Regions from separate parts of the Rattus norvegicus genome. Here region 1 is linked to region 2. A link is a contact called in public Hi-C data. All regions are on one chromosome and are shown on one strand. Each heading gives the region's core, a stretch centred on a gene start, on an enhancer-like site or on the middle of the called end of the contact. The rest is flanking DNA. Distances are from core to core; before and after follow the strand shown.

Region 1 (7,022 bases), core at 441-2,940, 140 kb after region 2:
CAGAAAGCAGCCTGGTGATACATGGCAAGTGAGGGAGAGCAGAGGTTCTGCTGAGGAGCCTCAGGGCACCTTAGGGTGACCGCATATTCTCCATCCTGATTGTGGTGGGAGTCAGGGGGGGGGGAGGGAAGCATTTATAAAACGCATTGGAGTATGTACTTAACGTGGGTGCATTTTACTCTTCCTCAAAATTTTGACTTTACAAAAGCTAGCACCTAGTCCACACCTTAGGCCTGCCTTCGCTCCTCAGGTACAGAGAATTCCACTCGGAAGCTCTGCTCGCACCCGTCTTCTTATGAGAGGGCGCGTCCAGCCTAGCCCTCAAGGTCTCCCACTTTCCCATTTCGCCAGTCAAGACTCTCTTTTTTAAAAAAAATATTTTATTTATTTATTATATATGAGTACACTGTAGCTGTTTTCAGACACACCAGAAGAGGGCATCAGATCCCATTACAGATGGTTGTGAGCCACCATGTGGTTGCTGGGAATTGAACTCAGGACCTCTGGAAGAGCAGTCGGTGCTCTTAACCACTAAGCCATCTCTCCAGCCCCGACTCTCTTTTAATTGTTGTTTTTTACATTTATGCATGTATTTATTGGGTAGGGGAGGGTGTGCTACAGCGTGTGTAGAGGTCAGAGGACAACTTTCAATAGTTGGTTATTGGGGTTGGGGATTTAGCTCAGTGGTAGAGCGCTTGCCTAGCAAGCGCAAGTCCCTGGGTTCGATCCCCAGCTCCAAAGAAAAGAAAAGAAGAGAAAAGAAAAGAAAAAAGAAAAGAAAAGAGTTGGTTATCTATCTCCTTCCATCATGTGGGTTCTGGGAGTCAAACTCAGGTCTTCAGGCTTTGAGTCATCTTCTCGGACCTTAGTCAAAACTTTTTTTTTTTATTATTTATTTTATATGTACTGGTGTGAGGGTGTCAGATCTCCTGTAACTGAAGTTCTGGACAGTTGTGAGCTGCCATGTAGGTGGTGGGAATCGAACCCAGTCAGTGCTGGAAGAGCAGTCAGTGCTCCTCACAGCTGAGCCATCTCTCTGGCCCCTCGTCAAGACTCTTGATTGAAGGTGACAGAAACCAAAACACAAAATGGGGTGTGGAGGGGACAGCTCTGCCATCAGATATGGTTAGATCTACAGGCTCACGTGTGGTCACTGAGCCATGATTTACTGATCTTGTGTTTTCTGTATGTCATTCTTGCAGAGGACCATGGGCAGGAAAGCAGTTGTGGGCAGATCTGGAGCTTCAAGGAGGAGCATGTCTTTCTGAGCAAAGACTGTGGAGCAAGGGCCATGCGTACACTCTCCACAGCCAGGAAGCTGAAGCATGCTGTTGCAAGCGTGGGCTCTGTGCACCTGCCGTGATAGAACATGGGTGGGATCCACAAAGGAATAGTCAGACAGTGAGAAAGATAAGACCAGGCAGAAGCAGCAGATGCCTGACACTCAGCGACCCACTAGGACCAGGCAGAAGCAGCAGATGCCTGACACTCAGCGACCCACGAGCCACTGGTACTTTCCTGAACACATCACAGATACCCCACGAATCCAAACTTGGCAGGAAGTGGATGAGACAGGAAATTGACTCTATTTTTGAGCCCCGTAGAAAACAGTAGGATGCTCTGAGTCCATATGACTCAGGCAAAAGAGTGGAAAGTCTCCGGAATTCTAATTACTGCAGCTTCTCCTGGCTAGAACAGGCTCTGCCCCAGCCCCATGTTCTCCATCTGGAAGCCAGCTGTCTCCTTCCCCTCAGCACAGAGATTACACCGACCCGAACATCTCGTCTGCCTTCTAGACCAACACCAATTCCTTTGAAACCTACCTAAGTCTTTCCTGACATCCCATTCTCTTCTGGTCACCCACCATTCTGGCAAAGCCATTTGAACTTGCCAAATACGTGAACTTTCTCAGGCTCTTGGTCCTAAAGGTTCTCCTTAAGCTGTTTGGAACATTCTTTATGGACCCTCTGAATTTTCACTCAGTTTAATAAGCATTCAGTATCGGCTCAGTTGGAAAGGAGAGGAAAGATAGCTCCTGCCCTCACCTTGTCCCTTCCAACCTCCGTACTCCTTATCTATTTTCTTGCGTTATTGTGTTGGCAATGAAGCACTGAGAGTGAGCATCCGCACCTCACCGCACCGCACCTCACCTCACAGCTCCGTACCTCACCACACCCACATCCGCACCGCACCCGCACCACGCCCACAACCGCACCACACCACGCCCACATCCGCACCACACCCACATCCGCACCGCAACCGCAACCGCACCGCGCCGCACCGCACCGCACCGCACCGCATCCTAACGTCCCAGTGTTGAGAATAAAGGTTAGACAGACCTAGTGGTGCACACCTTTAATCCTAACATTTGAGAGGCGGAGGCAGGTGGATCTCTGTGAGTTTGCAACTAGCCTGGTCTACAGAGTGAGTTTCGGGACAGCCAGAGCTACACAGTGAGAACAACAACAAAGTTTTGTTCTAGACGTCTTTCAGTGGCCTTTTACCAGGTTTGTCTTCCACGACGTGTCTTTTAGATGGTTTTTATCAGGTTAAAGGTATTCTTTTTTATTTTTGGATGATAAGAAAGGATTATCTCTAAAAATAGTAACTCGGAGGTTGGAGGGAGAGCTCAGCGGTTCAGAGCACTGGCTGCTCTTCCAGAGGTCCTAAGGTCAAGTCCCAGCAACCACATGGTGGCTCACAACCCTCTGTAATGGGATCTGGCGCCCTCTTCTGGCCTGCAGGTGCACATGCAAGAAGAACGCTGTGTACATAATAAATAATCTTAAAAAAAGAAAAAAAAGAAAAAAACCATAACTCAAACTTTTTTTTTTGGTTCTTTTTTTTTTTTTTTTTTGAGCTGGGGACCGAACCCAGGGCCTTGCGCTTCCTAGGCAAGCGCTCTACCACTGAGCTAAATCCCCAACCCCCCATAACTCAAACTTTAATGAATGCTTTCTCTAGATCAAAATCCACTAAGATCTGTAATCCAAAAGTAACAGGGTTATCCCTGAGCGTCTTTTGGGAGTTGGTCCGTTCTATGGCTTTTCTCATCACTGTGACAAAAAGCATCTGAAGAAGAGTTTTTGCTGTCGCTGTTTTTGTTCTTTGAAACGGGGTTTCGTGTGGCTCAGGCTGGCCTTGCATTCCCTATGTAGCCATTTCTGGCCTGCACCTCTGACCCTGCTGCTCTGCTCCCCGAGTGCTCAGACTGACGGGTAGAGCTCTGTCTCTGTGCCCTGCATTGACAGCGATGGACTCTGGCTCATCATTTCAGCAACCATCCGTCTACAAGGACGTGAGAGGCGTGGCTGCAGGGGCGGGTGACGGGGCAGAGACTGGGTACAACTCACAGGTCAGGAGGGACCAGAAGTCAGTGTCACTTTCAAGGCCACCCCAGCAGCCGTCGGTCAGGTAGGCGCTCAACATTCAATTCAGCCCCGTCAGCTGGGGGCCAAGTGTTCCCACACACGAGCCTGGGGCACGCATTTCGCATCCAAACCGTAACACCCATAGACATATTAAATCATCTCCAGATTAGCTATTATACTTAACAAACGCCGTGTAGGTAGTTATTACAACATATTGTTTGGAGAATAATGACAGACCATGCTCGGTGCAGGTATAATTTTCAAAATGTTTTGAGCCATGGCTGATCGAGTTAACAGATGCAGAGCCCAGTGATACAGAGGGCGAGCTGGGCTGCAGTTTTCTCTAGACGAGGCTGGGGAGAAGTCTAAAGGGGGGTCGGACGCAGTGGGGGACAGGAAGGAATAGTTGAGTAGGATGGTTACAACGTAGTTGTACAATGTCCCCCACAGGTGACACCAGCTGGTGGCATGACTTAGGACCAGGAGGGTGGTGGCTGGTCCGTGGGTTAATCCGCTGGGGGAAGCAGGTCACTGGGCTGTGCCTTTGAAGTGTCTGTCTTGTCTCTGGACCCCTCCTCTCTCTCTACTCCTTGGGTGTCATAAAGTGAGCAGCTGCCTTCATTACTTGTCCCCACTGGCCACCCCATCTCAGGCCGGCAACACCAGAACCAGGAGACTGTAGCGGAAAATCTCTGAAACCATGAGCCAAACAAGCTTTAGGTGGATTCCCTGGTAGTCCAGAGCCCTGCAAAAACAAAACAAAACAAAACAAAAACAACAACAAAAAAAATCAAAAAAGCAGAACCTTCCAGAGGAAGCTGGGCATGGCAGCACACACCTGTGATTGTAGCAAGTGGATCGAAAGCTTCGGGCCAGCCTGGGCTATATAGTAAGACTGTCTGGGTGAGGGAAGGGAGGGACAGAGAGAGAGATGGGGGAGGGAAAGGGAGACAGAGAGGGAAGAACGGGGGGCAGGGAGGAAGAGAGGAAGAGGGGGGGAAGGAAGAAAAGGAGGAGCAGACCAGCATCAGTGGGGGTGTAGCACCGAGGGCACACTGGGCCAGACCCTGGCGTGTCAGCATTCTGTGAGAGCAGCGGAGGATGAGTTGCTTCGATCCCTCCACGTGAGGGCTTCTCCCTGGGTTTCCCACACTAGCTCACAATGGGTCTGAGGCATCCTTAGCCCCACAAAGAACAGCACTCAGCTTGGGTATTCAACAGCCAAATCAGTGCATATGGCAGAAATCAAGAGAACAGTCAACATTACCCTTAAAATCACTTAAATTGCCCATAAAAAACATACGTGGGTTTTATGTCTGAGATCCTGAAAGAGTTCTAGAATGCTCCTGCTTGTCTGCCAGGCTGACTGCAGCCGGCTCCAATGCGAGGCTTTATCACGCCTCTTTAACACACGTTATAGGCATTCTGGCTGTCAGGAGTGTTGCCTGAGTTGGGCTCACAAGTCAGCGAGGGGCTGGACAAGGAAGAGATTCTGTGCTGTGTGTGCATGCCTGCAAGCTGACTTCTTCTGTGAGGCGTCAGAAAGGACTCCTTTTGACCTCTAAAGCTGGCTGAGGCTAGCCCTCTAAATTTGGCTAAGGCTAGCCCAAATGTCCCCGCATGTCTTTCTCTAACCACTAAAGACACTGACAGTTTAGGGGTGCTGAGATCCTTGTTGTAGGGGAGAATAGATGCTGGGGAGGGCACTCATTCTCCTGAGCCTGACTTCCCTGGGGTTTTTCAGGCCCAGCTGAGCCTGATGACGTTTTCTGCCTTTGTGATTGGCCAGCATCACATCAGGAGAAGGATGTGACCCCTTAGGCCTGTCAACAGGGCTTTTGACCTTCACTATGAATGTCCTTGCTTTATTTCAACCAATTTCTGGTCTTATCTCTTCCTTATTGATCATTGTGCAGTTGTAGCCTGCATGGGCATGTACAGACACACACACACAGACACACACACACACACAGAGACACACACACACACACACACACACTTTCTGTTCTCTCGAATGAACCCAGCCCATCGCTACCTCCTGTCTGTCTTCTTTGAAATGTTCTCTTGGTCATTATTCAGGTCTCAGCACGCATACACCTCCCAAGTTCCTTTTTCAGTAGTGTCGTAGTGTCTGTCATCAACCCAAAAGTTCTTCTGAGTATTCAGTCCTATATTTCTCCTCTCCCACAGGGAATGATCTTGGCCACCTCATGTCTACCAGCGCCTGGCTCACTGTAAGCACCGAATACATAGCTTGTTGAGACCTGGGAGTGATGGCGCACGCCTTTAATCCCAGCACTCAGGAGGCAGAGGCAGACAGTTCTCTGTGAGTTTGAGACCAGCCTGGTCTACAAAGAATGACGCAGGGCAGCCAGGGCTGTTACACAGAGAAACCCTGTCTTGAGAAATCTAAATAGACAAACAAACATGTGCTTGTTGAATGACTAAACAAAAGAATCTTACAGTGAATCCTTGTTTCAGGTCTGCCCATAGCTGTCCTATTCTGGGGGATCCCCACTGGGAGTAACTGGAGACACTGCCTGTACACGCTGGTTTTGTGTGTCAACTTGACACAAGTTGGAGTTATCACAGAGAAAGGAGCCTCTCTTGAGGAAATGCCTCCATGAGCTCCAGCTGTAAGGCATTTTCTCAATTAGTGATCAAGGGGGGAGGACCCAGCCCATTGTGGGAGGTGCCATCCCTGGGCTGGTGGTCCTGGGTTCTATAAGAAAGCAAGCTGAGCAAGCCAGGGGAAGCAAGCCAGTAAGAAACATCCCTCCATGGCCTCTGCCTCAGCTCCTGCTTCCTGACCTGCTTGAGTTCCAGTCCTGACTTCCTTTGGTGATGAACAGCAATGTGGAAGTGTATGCTGAATAAACCCTTTCCTCCCCAACTTGCTTCTTGGTCATGATGTTTTGTGCAGGAAATCAAACCCTGACTAAGACACGGCCTGTCTAACCTTGAGGCTCCACGCTCACTGCTTTTCCTGAACTGGAGTCTAACTTCCACACTGGCTTCTGTCTCTGGGGCTAGCGGCAGCTGAGTTCCACAATCACCCTGACCACCTGTAGGTTGTCCTGCTGCAGGGCCAGGGTGATGGCAGAGTGGGCAGAGCCAGCCCTGGGCACTTTCAAACCAGCTCAGCATCTCCACCTCCTGCCTGCCTCCCCACCCTGTGTGGGCCTCCAAGTGAACATCCCTCACGGCGCCTCCCGCACCATTCATCCCCATTAGCCGATGTCCACACTGGGCCAGAGGGAGATCAATTACCAAGCTGGCCACTGAACCGAGTTAATGAGGATGTACGCTCCTGGCTGGTGGAGAAGGTGGGAGGAGCGAGGAAGGTCACGGGGAGGCAGAGAGGAGCCCCAGGCTTCCTCACTGGAGGCTTTGGGGTAGGATCCCTCTACAAGATGCCTTCTTTGGGGTGTGGAGAATGCCTTTTCTGCCTGGCATTGTGTTGTAACTTCAGCTGTGAGGAAGCAGAGAGGAAACAGCCTGGCTGGGGACGGATGGCAGGGACTCAAACAAACACTGGAAAGAGGACATCCAGGCATCCCCACCTTCCGTCACTGTGCGCCTTTGTTCAGGCTCCCCCTCTGCCTGCAGTAGTCCCCTGCATCTATTCACAGATACAAGGAAACTCCTAAA
Region 2 (7,346 bases), core at 870-3,369:
AAACCCCCAGGCCAGGCCCCAACAGGTGTCCTGCCGATGGGCAATGCAGCTCTCCCAATCCACGGCTTCTTGAGGTGCAACCCTTCATTCCTGGTTTTGGTGCCCTCACCTACAAGTGTCTGTCACCCCTATCTGTAATGCTCACTGGACTGGTGCAGTAGCACGCAACTACCACACGCATTCAGCCTATTAGTACTCATCTGACCACACACATGATAGCACCATGCCACCCCAGTGGCGTCCTCCCTCTCCATGACCCGGGACACATGCCAGTCCATGCCATTTCCCACCCACGTGCTCACGTGGGCAAAATGCAGCTCTGACCACACAGCCCTCTCACTCATATCCAACTCAGTAAACATTTCCTGGGCACCCATATGGGGTCTGGCAGCATCTCCCCTGACAGCCCCAGCTCATGACCCTGGCCAGTCCTGCAACTCACATCTCTAACAGGAACGTATATACGACATGAATACACATCCGATGGCAGAAGGCTCAACCTGAGGGTCCGTCAGGATTGAAGGGGGAGGCTACTGGGGAGAAGGGCTTGTTAAAGTGAAGATTTAGTGTGCATCGACAGGGGAGAGAGGTAGAGCAGGGGGGACCAGGCAGAGGACTTAGGGGGCAGGATGGGGAGGGCAGTCGAGGCAGTGGTGGGTGAAGGATGCGGTGAGCAGAGACTCTTCAAGGAACCAGACATCGACCTTAATCATCTGGTCCTTGACGGAGCTCTCATCTTTCTGGATTGGCAGTTCAGAAATCCACACCCTTAGGATAAACTGTGGCCTTGCCAGCCTGGGAATCACCTCCTTGCAAGCAGGTTCTGGGGGCATCAAGCATAGAGAATTGCTAAGGCACCCTTCCCAATACACAGAAGCTCAGCGCCAAGTCCTGAGGGGCCAGAGATTAGGGACCCCCCACAACTCAGCCTAGGTGCGGGCTTCAGAGAAGACAAAGCCTTCCCCCGAGGCCCCTCACGCAAGGAGGTGGGCTAAAAGACTGGGTTATGAAGGGGCTGGTTAGGGTGGCCAACAAGACAAGCCGGGAGACTGCAGGGCTGAGGAGTTTGAGAGGTTCTCAGAGCCCGCCAACCAACAGCCAACAGCAAACAACTCCCCTTCTCCCTCCTTTCCCCCCTCCCGCCTCTAGCAGAGAGGCCAGGAGCCACAGGCCACCACAGGGGCCCCAGTACATTGACTGCCGGCTGCAAGAGCTGGGGGCTGTTGGATGCCTCCACGCTTGAGTGTGTGCGTGTGCAAACGTGTGTGGTGGGGACAGAGGAGGACACTGTGTTCTAGACATGGGCAGAGGCCAGGTGCCAACCTAGAAATTGTGAGTGGCTGTTTGGGGCAGTCCTACCTGGAAGAGCTATCTTAACCCCCACCCCCAACCTTGCCCCGCACACACCCCATTTTCTGGGCACTAGCATATGGTCCGAAGCCGCTATCTTTGAGTCCTTCAAGTCTTGTCTTTCCTGGATTATTCCAACCCCCCCACCCCGATCATTCTCCGGGGCCCTGAAACCAGTAAACTTCCCCCACCCGGAGGCGTGGGGCGTCTACACTCGCCAGCCCCGTGCGCTGACAGCTGTTCCTGGACTTGGCAGAACCCAGGCTTCCGGGAGAGCGCACCGGGAAGCTGCGCAGCAGCGAGTGGCGGCCCCCGCGTCCTGCCCGGCAAAGTTTGGCCTCCGGGGGCTCCCAGACGGGTCGGCCGCGCGGGTCACGGCCACCTCCTCCCCAGAACTAAGCGTTCGCGCGCACGGTCCCCCGCAAGCCTCCCCAGAGCGCGCGCGGCGTGACTCACCCGAACCACGAAGCCAGGCGGCGAGGACTATGCCCAGGAGCACTGGCCACAGGCCGGGCCGGACGGCCATGGCCGCGGGCGGACGAGCGGGCAGGACTCGGGGCCCCGCGGGCGGGAGAGAGGCTGTCAGCGCCTCAGCCGAGAGCCCCACCTCGGGGCGCCCCCGGGGCCCATGCCAGAGGACGGAGCTGCCTCCGGGCGGCCGGCTGCGGGGCGCACGCGGTGCGTGGCTCCCCTGGGCACCCGGAGCGCAGCAATGCAGCCGGGGCGGAGCGCAGCGCCAGCCGCGCCGCGCACCGAGCCAGCCGCCGCGCGGAGCCCGCAGCCGGGGAGCGGGCCGGCGGGCGCCGCAAAATCCGGACTGGAGCGACGGAGCGGGACGGAGGCGGGGCGGGGCAGCGGAGGAGGGGCCGGGCGGCGCTGCGAGCGCGGGCCACCCCCAGCACTGGGGATCCCTTCGGGCAACGCCTGAGGCTCCCCCAGGGAGGAGCTGGGGTAGTGGGCGGGGAGGCCTCCCACCACCCCTCTCAGTCTCCAGGGACAGAGACAAGACTCTGGAACCCGGAGTGGATTGCTTTTCCGGATCCGGCATCACCCTGGTCCGCCAGTCGGCGCACAGGTGGCCCGGGAGGGGCCCCGGGCTGCGGCGACCCCGGCGCAGCGCCAGCCTGCGGAGAGCAGCTCGACTCTGGAGTGCCCCAGGCAGGTTCCGCTGCAGTCCCTGTTTGCACCCCTGCCTCCCGGCTGCGCTCCGAGGTCGTCAGTACGCCGCGGTTTGCAGCCGGCGGGCGTCTTGGATGGGGGACTGCAGGAGAGGTCCGGGGGCCCAGCCCGCGCGCAAGAGCCGCCAGGCCCCCACTGTCTCACCATCCGCCCTCACCAAGACAACCTGGTGGGCTTCAGGGGCACGCGCAGCAGCGTGGCCTCAGGCTTTCCCAATCCCTCCACGCCGTTGGCCCAAAGGAAACAACCTTAGGGCGCAGCGCAGTCTGAAAGGCGCGTGGTGTTGTTTGCGCCCCGAGCGCGCGCGGCGCTGGAGACGTGGGCGTGATGCAGGAACCAGAAGGGTTTGGGGAGCTACAAACTCCTGGGGTAGAATCGAAGTGCCGTAGTCTTCTGGCTCTGTGACCTTGGGCAAGTCACGGGCGTCTCTAGATCCAGCACAATGACCGCTGGAGAATCTCCTATTCCCCACCCCCATTCCCTAAGCTGGCTAAAATAAACAGAGGGCAGCCCTAAAGAAGGAAAATAAACGCTTTCGGTGTGCACAGGGCGAGGGATCTGAAAGAGAGGGTCCCACTCCCTGTCAGGAGGAGAATGAGAAGGGTGAAGATGGTCACAAACTCAAACGCCTACAGTGCTGATCGATAATATAAATTGGAGCTGCAGGCTAGACGACACAGGAGTGGTCTTGGCTTCCACAAAGAGATGTGAGCTCTCGTATATTTCTTGAGACACGAGGCCCTCTCTCGGTCTGTCTTTTGTTTCCCACTTTTTATAGAGAAGGTTATGAAAAATGTTTTGCTTTCTCCTGCTCTCATATATGTGTATATATGCATATTTACATATGTGTGCGGATATCTATTCCCAGTCAAAGCTCCAGATGTGCACCTACCGATCATATGCCTCGGGGCCAGGCAGACAGGGAGACAGGACACAGGATCATATCTAAATGGCTCTCTTGTTCCAGGTGCCTCTGGTGGGGGAAGTTGGGACCCCAATTGGCTTTATTTTCCAGTTTTCAATAGAAGCCATTGTCTAGGGGAAATTATTTTATTTTTTTAAAGGTGTGTGTGTGTGTGTGTGTGTGTGTGCGCGCGCGCGCGTGTGTGTGTGTGTGTGTGTGCAGACGTGAGTGCATTGCATGATGCCTGTGTGGAAGTCAGAAAACAGCTTGGGAGAGTCATTCCTCTCCTTCTTAAGTGAGACTCGGGGATGAAAGTCAGGTTGTAAGACTTGGCAGCAAACCCCATTATTCACTGAGCCATCCTGGTGGCCCCAAAATTGATTTTTAGTACATGTGTGTATTTATAACCTCGTTTACTCAGATGACCATACCCCCCAACTTCAGCTTTTTATACGTACACATTAGAGAGTGGAGCTGTCTACTGCCTGCTCTGGTGTGTGTGTGTGTGTGTGTGTGTGTGTGTATGTGTGTGCACGCGCGTGCGTGCGTGTGTGTGTGTGTGTGTGTAAGCAGTTTGTTGTGTGTCTAGGCTATTCTCATGTATCCTACTAGTACCCCGTTTCCACAGTGTGGAAGAAATGTGGAGGGTTTAGGGTTTGGACACTGAAGGGAGGTGGTTGGGTATTAGGGCGTGATGCATATGAGGGAACTATAATGTGTTTATTTGCTGTAAGCAGTACACGGAACCCCATTAAATCAATATTTCCACTTTATATAGAGAGTTGGGCAAGGACCAACCCTATCCTAGAACTGCTAAGCTGGCTGAGAGGGGGCCCAGGAGGTTTAATCTCTGGGCCCATGGTCCATACATTTCTTCCCCCTATAGCCTCTGCTTTGGGATTAGAATTGGGAAATTCTCCTCTCCTCAGTTCTCCGCCCCATCTCTTTCCATCTAGAGCAGAGAGAGGCCTGTGTAGCAGTCAGAATAGTTTTGTCATGGTAACAAATGGTCCCCAAAGTATCAGTGGCTTTAATCAACAAAGATTTATTTCTCATTTGTCCATCGTGGCTCTTCTGTTCCTGGTCATATTCACTCAAGGGCCCAGGCTACCAAGGAGACAGAGAAATGGTGACTCTAGAGAAATACCTGACAGCAATCAGTGGCTCGGTGAAAGAGGACCTGCTACTCTTACCCTCAGCCAGGACCCTACCTGAGAGAGCACGGAGGGCAGAGCTGAAGCTAGTGAACAGCACTCAGTAATGTGCACAGCCTGCCCGTGTGTGTGCGTGTGCGTGTGCGTGTGCGTGTGCGTGTGTGTGTGTGTGTGTGTGTGTGCACGTGTGGTGGGGGGAGTCTTACCACAGCACAGCCTGCCGGTGGGGTGGGATCTTACTGCAGCCCACAGCTGCAGCTGTGCCCAGGCCCGTTTCCCCAGAAGCCAAGCTGTTCCTTCATTCCAGGCTTTTCTATTTGCCTTTCTCCCTCCAGCACTTTATCCTCTACTGGTTACTGTGGAAAGCCCCTTTAAGTCCCTGAGACCCCCACCTCAGCTGTCCCCTTCTAAGCGGCACTCAGGAGAGGCAAGCCAGGAGAAAGAGGAGAGATGGCTTTGCCAATGTCACACCTGCCTTTCGTTTCTGAATCAGCTCAGGTGGGGTGGTCTGGTGGGAGGAAGGCTCCTGACACCCCTTCCCTCCCCCCCCCCATTTTGCTAAGACTAAGGCCCAAGCTGTGTGAGCTTGGACCTCTGCTCTCGGGGATGCAGACTCCCCTTTTGATAGTCTAGGGTCAGGACAGAGACTTTACCAGAACCACTCTAAGGGCCAGAAATGCCTCTTCTGTAGGGAGCAAGAATCTTCGCCCTCATTGGCTTCCCCATCTGGGACAAACCATCCCTCCTCCCCACAGGTCCGTTATTTCGAAAGACAAAGCCTGAATCTTTCTCCACCAGGCCAAATGTTTCCACCTCAGCTGCCGGTGTGACAGTAGGGTTTAAGGCCCTGGCTTGGTCACTTGGACCATTCTCCCCTCGCCCCATACTGCAGGTGCTCTCAAGGCATCTGCAGACTGACAGCACGGCTCCTGGTCTCACAGATATGTAGAGGTGTTCTAATCAGCCCATGGCCATGGACATCGCACCCCTAATGACTGCGGGAGGGGAGCTCAGAGCCTGTGGTAAGGTCATCTTTCACATGGACATGTGCCGAAGTGGCCATGATGCTGGGCAAAGTGCAGATACCTAGGACCTTCTGTACTGTGATTCTGATCCAGGGTGTTCAGGGGTGTCTCGGTATCTGAACCCCCTACCTTCTGCCAATTGTCCCCACAATACAGTATCAAGGGATGCTGCCCTGGCCTTTGCCATAGGCACTGCCAACCACCAGAGCCTTCTCATCTCCCCTTGGCTCAGTCCTTCATAACTACATTCTTTACTATGGGAAATCATAGATTTCCGGCTACGTCCTTGCTCAGAAGTCTCCACTCAAGACTGCCTTGTAGGCTGCCCTTTAGGAGAACACTCCACTTAGTTCAGCTCCTGACTGCGCTCGCCTGTCGATTACATTTCGCATTTGCCCACTGCTTAGAAGCCAGCTTCCATCTATGCTTCATTTGAAGAGCCACCCCTTCTACCCTCAGCACGCAGCATTCGTGTGCTCTACCCACCCCTGTTCCAAAACACAGAGCAAACTTCTTATCTCCGAGATCCCACGAACTACGGAGACAGGCGTGGAGTGGGCAGTGATCTGAGCCCATTCACCGAGGCTCGTTTCTTCATGAACATGGTCTGGACAGGAAGCTCAGGTTGAATGGGCAGAGGCATGGACGAGAAGCCAAGTGTAAAGAGAGCTGCAGAACTGTGCTGTGTCATCCAAAGTGTTTCCGGAGCTACTAGGAGCACCCCAGATCCTTCTGTTCCCTCAGCCAGCAGGTCCCTGTGTTGATTGTAAATCCATTTGGGTTTCTGTCATTTGCTTTAGAAAGAATGATACGTAATTATCCTTTTGTAAGGGCTGGGTATGCAGCTCAGTCAGTAAGTTGCATGCTGAGCATGCTCCAAGCCCCAACACTGCACAACGAGGCAGGTATGGGACCTGGCATCCCAGCACCAAGGAGATGGAGGCAGAAGGATCCATGGAAGGTCTTCCCAGCGATATAGTGAGTTCGAGGTTACCCTGGGATGCATGAGACCCTGTCTCCAAAAAAAAATTATCCTTTATTTAAAAAAAAAAAGTCTGCTTTAAGCTGGACATGGTGGTTCACACCATCACAATCGAAAGCAATTAACAGGCAGTACCTTAGCCGACTGTGGATGCTCCTGCACTAGAGGTTCCAGGACCAAGGACAGCACCCAGCATGCTCCGGGGCAGGAATCTGTCCCTTGTCTGGTTTCTTTGAATTTTCACAATCCAGGCTAAGTAGATCCAAGTTGTGTGGATATAAAAATTGAGCCTCAGAGAGGGCACGGCTTGCCTGACGCCCCTTAGCTGTAGAAAACTCAAACTAGAAACGTTTGCTGAGTCTAACAAATGGTTTTATTAGAGACACATGGTCCAAAGATGCATGAACTATCACTCATGTGTGTAAACACACACACACACACTCATGCATACACACACATGTATGTACATACATGCATGCACACAAACTCACATCACACTCATGCATATACAAACAAACATACACATCACACTCATGCATGCACACAAACACACATCACACACATGTATGTACATACATGCATGCACACAAACTCACATCACACTCATGCATATACAAACAAACATACACATCACACTCATGCATGCACACAAACACACATCACACTCATGCATGTACATACATTCATGCACACAAACTCACATCACACTCATGCATGCACACAAACACACATCACACTCATGCATGTACATA

The links. Hi-C and Micro-C count contacts between places; a contact is called where the count stands out from the background.
Region 1: a Hi-C map of prefrontal cortex shows a contact between it and region 2, with 3 times the contacts expected there. The contact joins the enhancer-like site here to the promoter of Unc5a in region 2. A contact is called at or near these places in 2 of 12 Hi-C or Micro-C datasets (frontal cortex and prefrontal cortex).

What each region holds. Positions count from the first base shown.
Region 1 is chr17:9,810,056-9,817,077 of GRCr8, forward strand. No RefSeq gene overlaps it. Among named protein-coding and RNA genes, the nearest start is that of Tspan17, 18 kb to the right of the region's middle. Within about 2 kb of position 1,691, at least 11 of the 93 cell types and tissues checked have an H3K27ac peak or open chromatin away from gene starts, as enhancers often do. A contact at or near this core is called in prefrontal cortex, where this site is marked.
Region 2 is chr17:9,673,544-9,680,889 of GRCr8, forward strand. Unc5a (unc-5 netrin receptor A) reads right to left here and starts at 2,120. Exons shown (of 16, transcript NM_022206.2): 1 at 1,807-2,120. The coding sequence starts at 1,876.